2 separate regions of the Mus musculus genome follow, and region 2 is linked to region 1. The links are chromatin contacts, called in public Hi-C maps. All regions are on one chromosome and are shown on one strand. Each heading gives the region's core, a stretch centred on a gene start, on an enhancer-like site or on the middle of the called end of the contact. The rest is flanking DNA. Distances are from core to core; before and after follow the strand shown.

Evidence for each region. Hi-C and Micro-C count contacts between places; a contact is called where the count stands out from the background.
Region 2: a contact with region 1 is called in a Hi-C map of the N1E-115 cell line, with 2.1 times the contacts expected there. The contact joins two enhancer-like sites. A contact is called at or near these places in 3 of 484 Hi-C or Micro-C datasets (the N1E-115 cell line, embryonic stem cells and nephron progenitors), 1 of 115 datasets of contacts at active chromatin or transcription factors (embryonic stem cells) and 1 of 9 other capture datasets (adipose tissue).

What each region holds. Positions count from the first base shown.
Region 1 is chr17:7,144,485-7,149,029 of GRCm38.p6, forward strand. It overlaps a transcript of Rps6ka2 not described here. Among named protein-coding and RNA genes, the nearest start is that of Rps6ka2, 23 kb to the right of the region's middle. Within about 2 kb of position 1,342, at least 10 of the 459 cell types and tissues checked have an H3K27ac peak or open chromatin away from gene starts, as enhancers often do. A contact at or near this core is called in the N1E-115 cell line, where this site is marked.
Region 2 is chr17:7,217,939-7,222,500 of GRCm38.p6, forward strand. All of the region lies in intron 1 of Rps6ka2 (ribosomal protein S6 kinase, polypeptide 2), which reads left to right. Among named protein-coding and RNA genes, the nearest start is that of Rps6ka2, 50 kb to the left of the region's middle. Within about 2 kb of position 1,448, at least 47 of the 459 cell types and tissues checked have an H3K27ac peak or open chromatin away from gene starts, as enhancers often do. A contact at or near this core is called in the N1E-115 cell line, where this site is marked.

The DNA of each region.
Region 1 (4,545 bases), core at 92-2,591:
AATATGGTTTCATGTTTTAACTTGAAACTTGGCTTGTATAACCAAGCACTCTGTTTTTTTTCCCCATTTTTTATTAGGTATTTAGCTCATTTACATTTCCAATGCTATACCAAAAGTCCCCCATACCCACCCACCCCCCACTCCCCTACCCACCCACTCCCCCTTTTTGACCCTGGCGTTCCCCTGTACTGGGGCATATAAAGTTTGCGCCAAGCACTCTGTTTTAAGAACAATATTTTTTTTCAATTTTGTTATTCAAATGTATAACTGTGAATCAAATTATGATCAAAGTAAGCCAGCTAGTCACCACCACTCTCAAGAGGTAGTTAGTGTAGTGGGTTATGTGTTTTCCCCTCCTTTGTGTGAAACTGAGATTGAACCTAGGACCTCGCTTGCTCAGGGAATGCTCTCCCATGGAGTTTTTCATCCCAGCTATGGAGAAACAGTAACCCCCTGTAAGTAAATACCCCTCAGCTTTATCCTGGGGCACACATTCACAAGACACTGGAAATCTGAACATTTTATAGCCACTCCTATCTCTGCCTGAGACGTTTAAAGGAGCCTAAGAATAGATAGATGCTCTAAAGCCTCTTCTGGCATCAGACCCCACTATTCCTGTGATCTGTATCCTGTGTGGAAGAAGATGAACACAGAAGGGTAGAGGGAGGATGAGAATACAAAGTGCCATGGGGCCAGCAGTGAGCATGCAAGTGCAGATCCTTTTAGATGTGTGGAGAAGAAAGGGGGAAGGGCAGGTGGAGGTGGAGGGACAGAAGGATAGTGAGCTGTGCCCAGGGGAGGGGATGCTGCCTCAGGGGAGTGGCCGAAGGCAGAGTAAGAACCAGACCCTCGGCCAGGTATTAGCGTGTAGACAGAGGGGGCATGGTGATGCTGGCAGGGAGTGAGTTGAAGCCCGGCAGACAGATGTGTCCTGGAAGGCACCCGGCCTGAGGCAAGGGAGAAGATCCAATTAGAGGGTGGTCTATTGAGTTTCCACGTTCCTGAGGACCAATGAACAAAAGCAATTTCCTGAGAGAGTTGCTTTTCCTTCCCTCGACCCGAGCCGAGTCCTGGCTGCAGTTGGTGCTAAAACTGGCTGTTGCTGGCTGAAGCAGCTGCAAGGGTATGAAACCAAAAATGCTTCAGGGTAGAGGTTAGATGCACAGGGCTCAGCTTGCTGGAATTCACTGTGTACCCCAGGCTGGCCTCTAACTCATGGTCATCCTCCTGCCTCTGCCTCCTTAGTGTTGGGATTATACTGTGAGCCACTGCACCTAGCACTCTGCATGGTGTCTTCTATCTGGAATGAAGTATGCACTGTGCAGGGGAACAGCAGCCCTCTCAGAGAGAAGGAGGAACAGTAGTGAGACAGGAAAGCTGTGGGTGGGGCATAAGTCCTCTCCAGTCCATCTCCTGTTTATTCCGTTTGTCTCTCAAGCAGGACGTGTTGGCTGTGCCCTGGCTGCCTTTAGGTTCTTCTCCGAGGGGTGGGGATAGAGACTGCAGGCTGCAGAGCCCCTGCAATTTCCACAGTCCCTGCTATGCAAGATGCAATTGAAATTCTAAATGCAAGCTTTGCAGTTCCCTGTGATTCCACCTAATACTCTTTGCTACGTTCTTCAGTATTCTCTACCTGTAGCTTTGCCACCTCTACTGAAAGGAACCCAGCTAAGCGCACTGTAAAATTCAGAGTGAGTTTGTAGAGACGTTCATGTGCAGACTCCTCGGTGCTGTCACAGGAGCAGGCACAAGTCCCAGATTCCTGAAACAGTTCTGAAACATCTTCACCTCGGGAGAGGGCACAGTGGTTCTAGCAGAGAGTATCCAGCGCCAGCCAGTGTCAGCCTGTCATAAACAACACAGCTGAGCTTCCGTTGTGCTGCCTGGTGTGTGGGTTCACTAGGAGGGGAAATGGTACTCCCTTTATTGCCAATTATGTCTCAGAGTGAGGACGGGACCAACAGAAATGGCTCAAGATGGGGCTGCAATGTTTAGTACTGTCTGGGAACAAGGGAATTTAGATCAAACCCATGAGGAATGCCAAGAAAGCAGCAATACTGTTCACACACATGGACTGACAAACTATCAGTGGACCCAACAAGTTTCCTCTTTAACCGCAGTGGAACTTTCCAGAAAAACCTACGAAGGTCAGGCGTGGCCATGTGGTTTCCCATCATAAGCCTGAGCAGTTAGTATTATCATCCGTTATCAGTTATCAACATGGCTGATAGAAAGGGAAGAAAAGGTTTCAGACTTGGCTCAGAATCCCACGCAGCTTCTGGGATGCCACATCCCTCTCTCACCTGTAGCCAGTGAGCCTGGCCACCGTCCCACCCCACTGTCTGCAGAACCCCCAGCCTTTCTAAGAGGCTGCAGGTGCCACGCCTGCTTCTGCAGGTGTTACCTGCCTAGGTTTTCTGGGGCTCTTGGAAACAAGGCTTCCACCTGTACAAAGACAAGGAAATCCTTTCGGACACATGACGACTCAGCCATCGTCCCTGTACCACACACGGAAGTGAACAGGATGGCACATCTGGCATCTGCTGTGGCTCCAGGCTTGAGTGTGAGGTTGGGGTCCTGCGCTTGGATGCTGTCTTTTCCAGCTGTGCTTCACCGCTCCTGGCTAAAACAAGGCTGAGCCGAGCGAAGTTTGATGGACCAGGAGCTGTACCCGCTGTGCTAGTTTGCCTGGGTCTTTTGGATGAGGAATCATGACAGGCTGGTCGCTTTCTCTGTTAAACTGTGTGGGCTGCCAGAATCAAGAGCAATGGGGTGAGCAATTATTTTAATTATTATTTTTTGTTTGTTTTTGTTTTGTGAGACAGGGCCCCACTATGTAGACCTGGCTGTCCTGGAAATTCCTATGGAGATCAGGCTAGTCTTGAACTCACAGAGATCCCCCTGCCTCTGCCTCCTGTGTGTTGGCAGGTGTGTGAAGGCATTCCCTACCACACCTGGCACTGAACATTTTAAAGATCAGTAATTCTCATTCTAAATGCTGGATATTTGAGTTCAAGGGCAGGCCAGGGTTGCTGTCTTTGGAGCAGGGCTCCTTTCCTTGGTTCCCAGGTAGCTCCTCCTTATCCCATCCTCCCAGGTTCACCAGGCCCAGATGCATATGTAGCACCTCTGGAGCACTGATATCGGAGGTATGTGCCACCATAACCAGTTTACAGGTGATACTTAATATAGCAGCCATTCTTTGAGAGGATGTGCTTCGGTTCTGCAGGAGAGTGTGTGGACTTACACTTTCAGGGAATGAGGCTAACCCATCATTAACTTCCAAACTGAGGTGCACTTTACTCAATATTCCAGTGTTCATGATTATGTTCTAAGGAAACCATGGAACACTGACTAACGGTTTGCATCCTAGAAAGCGTTACGTGTCGTTATGTCTTATCTAAAGGACGAGTGTGAAGAAGTCAGGCATCAAGACGCTGTGTATTGCAACAGGCCTGCTTGGTGAGTCTTTTGTCGCCTACAGATGTCACCGCAAGTCTTCCTGTACTGCTGATCCTTCTGGTGACCGAGCCATTGACTGCGGAAGTAGTCATTTACCTCACGTTTCTTCAAACAGACTTCATGCTCACCAGGGAGGCACTGTTTATCACCCTTGCCTCTGCGTCCTGGTACCAATACTGTCTCCACGTCTCCTGTGTGGAGACAAGCATTTATCTCTGTTCAATAACCTCCCCACCCCCGCTCCCCCCTCTCCCACCCTCTCCTCTCCTCCTCTGCCTTTCTTGATTTCTCCGTGACGCACACACAAGGGGAAGATAACAGCTCTGACTCTGGGAGTCAGGGTAACGATTTCTCTCCTTTTGAAAACAGCATCTTGAGGCATCTGATTGAGAGAGCTCCCCATTCAAGGCACTGGTATGGTCAGGGTACACACTACAGAAAGCTCAGCAGGACCGCAAAAGAGAAAAGGGTGTATACTCACATAAGTGCATACATGCAGACACATATGCATGCAATAACAAGTCGTGAAAATAAGAGGCCAGGGATTGAAGGACAGTGGGGAGGGGCATATGGAAGGGGGTGTAGGAAGGAAAGGAAAGAGAGAAAATCTTACAATTAAATTATAATCTTTAAAAAAAAAAGCCACCCCTGAACACTCCTCAGTTCTAATGGAAATGCTGCTAGTATTCAAGACGAACTCTCAGAACTCCAATTCCTATAATTCTTACAAGTGTGGTAAACCTAAGAGTCACTGCTACTGCTTCGGTGACCCTTATTCCCAAAGTGTAAGACGAAAGAGCTGCCTTTAGGCAATACTTACTCTATGCCTTGCTGGCAGCATCCTTCTTTGAAGGCAGACAGGTCCCTTGTTGTCCCAGGAGCCCTCTAGCCCTGAGCAGGGCCAACAAAGGAACAGCAGGAGAGTGTCCGTGACTTTTAGAGACAGAATAAGTGAGTCCATGGTTTTTAATTTTGTAATTAATAAGACAATTTGGAAAACAAGTCTTTTGTCTTAATATCTTTAGGATATTTGGTTGACTTTTCTTCCTGTCTCATTAGGACTTCTTCTGGGACACCTCCTTT
Region 2 (4,562 bases), core at 198-2,697, 74 kb after region 1:
CTCCCCATGTGCTTCTTTGTCTGGCGGTGCTTTCCCGCTTTCGCATGGCCTTCTTAAAGTACACCCCAACGTATAAGCAAGGCATAAGTGGCTCTGCTTTGGGATCACTGGGTGTCTCAGTCACTGTCCTGTTGCTGAAGAGACACCACGACCACAGCAACTCTTACAAAGGCAGCATTTAATTGTGGCTGGCTTACATCCAGAGGTTTAGTCCATTGTCAGCACGGTGGCAGTCAGGCAGACATGGTGCTGAAGGAGCTAAGAGCTCCACCTCCAGGTCCACAAACACCAGGAAGGAGAGAGACACTGGGCCTAGCTTGAGCATTTGAAATCCCGTATCCCACTCCCAGTAATACACTTCCTCCAACGAAGCCCCATCTCCTAATCTCTGTCAAGTAGTACCACTCTGTAATAACCAAGCATCCAAATATATGAGCCACTGGGGGCCATTTCTCTGTAGTTCATCACAGTGGCAGGTCTGGGTGAGAAGGAAGGACACCATCAGAACACAGCCACTCTCTGGTCTCTTTTAGGGACAGGTCTTTTCTCCTTGGATGCGGGAGGCAGGACCAGGAGAGGGGACATCTTTCCTCATGCAAATCACACCGTGCATCTGGGGGAGCCGAGGCGTGCTGAGGCATGTGCTGGCGGTTCCAGTTGTCACGTGTGCTGGGAGCCTGCCCCAGTCAGGATACGTAGCCACAGTTAGAGAGAGCGGAAAGGGAACAGAACTGTGAGGTTTTCTGCAGCCAGCAGCTCCTTGCTCACTGAGCATTCTTCACATCCAGTCTGTGGGTTATGGGCAGGCCCACTGTCACACTCCACTCTCAGAAGCTGCCCAGGGGCCCCAGGCACGGTAGTCATAAGGCTTGAAATGAGGTTAAAATGTACTCAATCTAGTGAAAACCTGATATGAAAGACATGGCAGCAATTTTTCTGCGTAACCATTATTCTAAGAGCTGGAAATATAGTAAGAAAAACATGTTGCTCTGGGAAGAAGTGGCTGAAGACTGAACCCATGAGCTGTATCGGTTGTCTCCATAAGTAGCAAATCCTAGAGATGTGCTAGAATGTTCCATAAACCTAACCCCACCCTCAGCCAGCCACTGTTTCGAATAGTCTTCCGAGGAGACATCCTGAGATAAGAAGCCCAGTTAGCCGTGAGAAGACTGCCCAGCCCTGTGTGTTGCAGTGGGGCTGAGTTCTGGGGAAGATCCAAGAATACCTACACAGATCTCAGCAGGGATTTGCACTACTGTCCCTAGGCTGTCATTCCGAGACAGAGGGCAATTCAGAAGCTTCCAGAAGCAGCTGCTGGTAGGCTGCTTCTCTCTTTTAAGTGCCTTGGCTTTTTGCCAAAGTTCATTTACAGTCGTGCAGGGCTCGGCTCAGGTGCTGGGCCTTCTAGCCGTGCGTAAGCCAGAGGTCTGGTGACAGGAAGACCGTGACAACCGGTAGCAGATAGATAGCTGCCACTCCAAGTCTGGAGCAAAGCAGAGAGGGAGAGTCACCATTCTGACTGGAAGCACGCTTGTAGCTGGCCTAGCTCTGAGGCTCCTTCCTGGTCTGTCCCAACAGCCACTCATGATCATGCCAAGGCTGGCCATTCCTCTTAAACTAGCCACTTTTCTTGCTTTGTGTTAAGAGGCCAAACCAAACAAGTATCCACTAGTAAGTGATCAAGGAGCTTGGTGATGGCTCCACAGCACACAAGCAGTCCAATGTGGAAGAGTTTAACAGGCAGTTATTTTAATGTCTGTTGCTGTAGTAAGGCCCTGAAGCCATTGAGTCCATGCTAGTAGAGCCCTGGGCACCAGATCACTGCTGACAACGTTAGGCCTCTGCTCAGGGGTCAGGATTTTGAGGGTTCCTGCACTGTTGCTGTATGCCTCCAAAATCCGACCTGCTGTTCCTTGCGTTCAGGAAACGTCAGCAGACTTCTCACCTGATAATCCAGATGGGCGCCCTCCCTGGATGAGCTGCAATCTGCTTTATCTAGGATAAAAAAAAATGATGTTTTGGCATCTTAGGACCAGCGGTGGACCATCCCCAGTGTCTCACGTGGGGTGGACAGGGTGCGTGATCTCTCTGTGGCATGTGTATCTGTATCTGGATACACGTGACTGAGTATTTTGCCGGACCTCAAGCGATGATGGCTTTTTGGGGTTGTTCCAATATAGTTTCCTCAAACTCAGAAATGTATGTATTACATTATATTATATTATATTATATGTATTACATTATATAATATGTATTACATGATAGCTTCAGGGTTAGAGAAAGTTCTCAACTCTTCTCATTCTACAGAGAGGAAGGGCGTAAGGGTGGTGAGGTCGTGTGCACACCAAACACTGGATGCTGACTTGAGCTGGGTGTTCTACAGAGACCAACATTTAAACTGTCCCACAAGGAACCCCTTGTAGGTGCTTACAGAGTAGATGCTGGGTAGACAGTGATACAACAGAGAATATACAGTTGGCGCAACACACGTCTCGTCCTGTGGCGGAACCTATGGACATTGAGATGCATGGTGGGAAGCCCAGTGGCTTCTGGGAGTGTTGCTAGGCTAGCCTGCTTCTTCCAAACCAGGACACAGGATGCAGGGAACTAGGAGCTTAGGAATGGAGCACACCTGTAGGATGTCACAGAGAGGGTTGCTGTAGGCCTGGCTGCAGATCATTGAGTTCTTGGTGCACGGTGTTCCTAGAGAAGTGCAAATGTGATCTCAGGAGTTAACTGTGTTGTGAGTCTCCCAGGGATGCAGCTCCAGGGATGCAGCGTCAGTTTGTCCCCTCTCTTGACAGCCTTCATTTGCGCCTGTCACTGGAAGCCTGTAATTGTTGGTTTGTGCGGGCTTCAGTAAATTCCTTTGTTCTACGTGAGTCTTCCTTCTGTGCCAGGTTCCCAGCTCTGACAGACCAAGCAAGGATAGACAATAGCACATGTGGGGGGGGTGGGGGGAGGCTGCATTGGAAAGCTTGGAGCTAAATCCATTTATTTTTCTTTTCCCTCAATATGTCATAATCTTTTAAAAAATGTGAAATAGCTAAGTAGACTACAACAAAAGGAGAAGAAAGAGGAGGCAGTGGAGACAGGGAGGGAGCGCGGGAGAAAGGAAGGGAAGGACCGAGAAAGTAATTTACTAGATTCCTTTCCATGAGGTTTCTGCCCAAAAGTTTTCTTCAGTTTCAGAAACTGAATTCTGAAGGTGCCTGTGGCTTCTTTGGTCTGGGTTCTGCTGTTGACAGTCACTGGGCTAGTGAACACCGTGGACCGCAGGGCAGCAGCGTCACACCCATTCTGACAGTTTCTTCTTCACAAAGAAGGTCCACTTCTATCAGGAGCTGAACACACAGCCAAGGATGGAGATGGAGAGACAGAGTCCAGAGTCCTCTCGTTGCCTGCCACTCAGGAGCCATGTCCCAGGAGACCTCCTGCCAGGGTTTCATAGGCAGAGTGTGCACCCAGCAAACACTTGCAGAAGTGGCTACCCTGCTGTGCTGGAAAGGAAAAAACAGACTCTAAGGTCCTTATCTCAGGCCAGGAAAGTGAGATAAGTGTGTTACACTTCATTCAGAGGTCTGTGATTGACACTGAGCCTTGATTTTACGTTATCATCACCATCACCATCACCATCATCAATCATCATGAGTATATGTATGCAGTGAGTGTGGGTGGAAGTGCTCTCAGAGGACAGAAGAGTGTGTAGGATCTCCTGGAGCCGGAGTCATGGGTGGTTATGAGCCGCCTGATGTGGGTGATGGGAACTGAGCTCTGGCCCTCTAGAGACAGAACAGTCAGTCGTTCTTGACTGCTGAACCCCCTCTCTGGCTGCTGGGTCACCTTAGTTTCCAAGATTGATACCAAGCCCACCTCAGCTCTCTTTCTCCTGTAAACATCTTGGCCCCCAGATAAGGGCACAGCTGCCCCCACTGCACGTGGGACACCGCCATGCACCTTATTGAAGACTCTGTCACTGCATCCAGAGGGGTCTTTCCTGCCACATATTAACACTCCCATGTGTCTAAGAACACCAGGCTTCTTTTTCTACCCTTTTCCCTTGCATCCAGAAAGCAGTCACGCCATTAGTTTCCACCCTTTTCTCCTTGCAGCAGGGTCATTTAATCTTATCTGTTTTCCAAAGCACAGTCCTGAGATCTAATTAGTATAGCCGGGTGGGATAATGGTAGGTGAGCCTTGGGAATAGGCACATCTGGGGAGGGGGCATTGTAGCATCCAGTTTTCTTATATAGAGAGACAAATGGTCATCTTGATTGGCTTTACATTTCTGGAGAGAAATGTCAAAGACAGAGAGGGAATTCATTGCTTTGGGCACCACCAGTTAGTTACACAGTTGTTACAATTAACCCAGTAGCAGGCTGGTAGGACATAACTTCCAGATGGGCAGAGGAGCAGAGGGCTGACTGGACTCAGATGTCTCAAAGGAAGACAGGTGTAGAGTCCTCAAGGGAGCTGGCACGGGTTAGGTTTTCCTCTCCTTCCTGTCCGTTATCTTTACTACCCAGCCTTCCGTCACTGCTCTGCAGTCTGTCTGTCTGTCT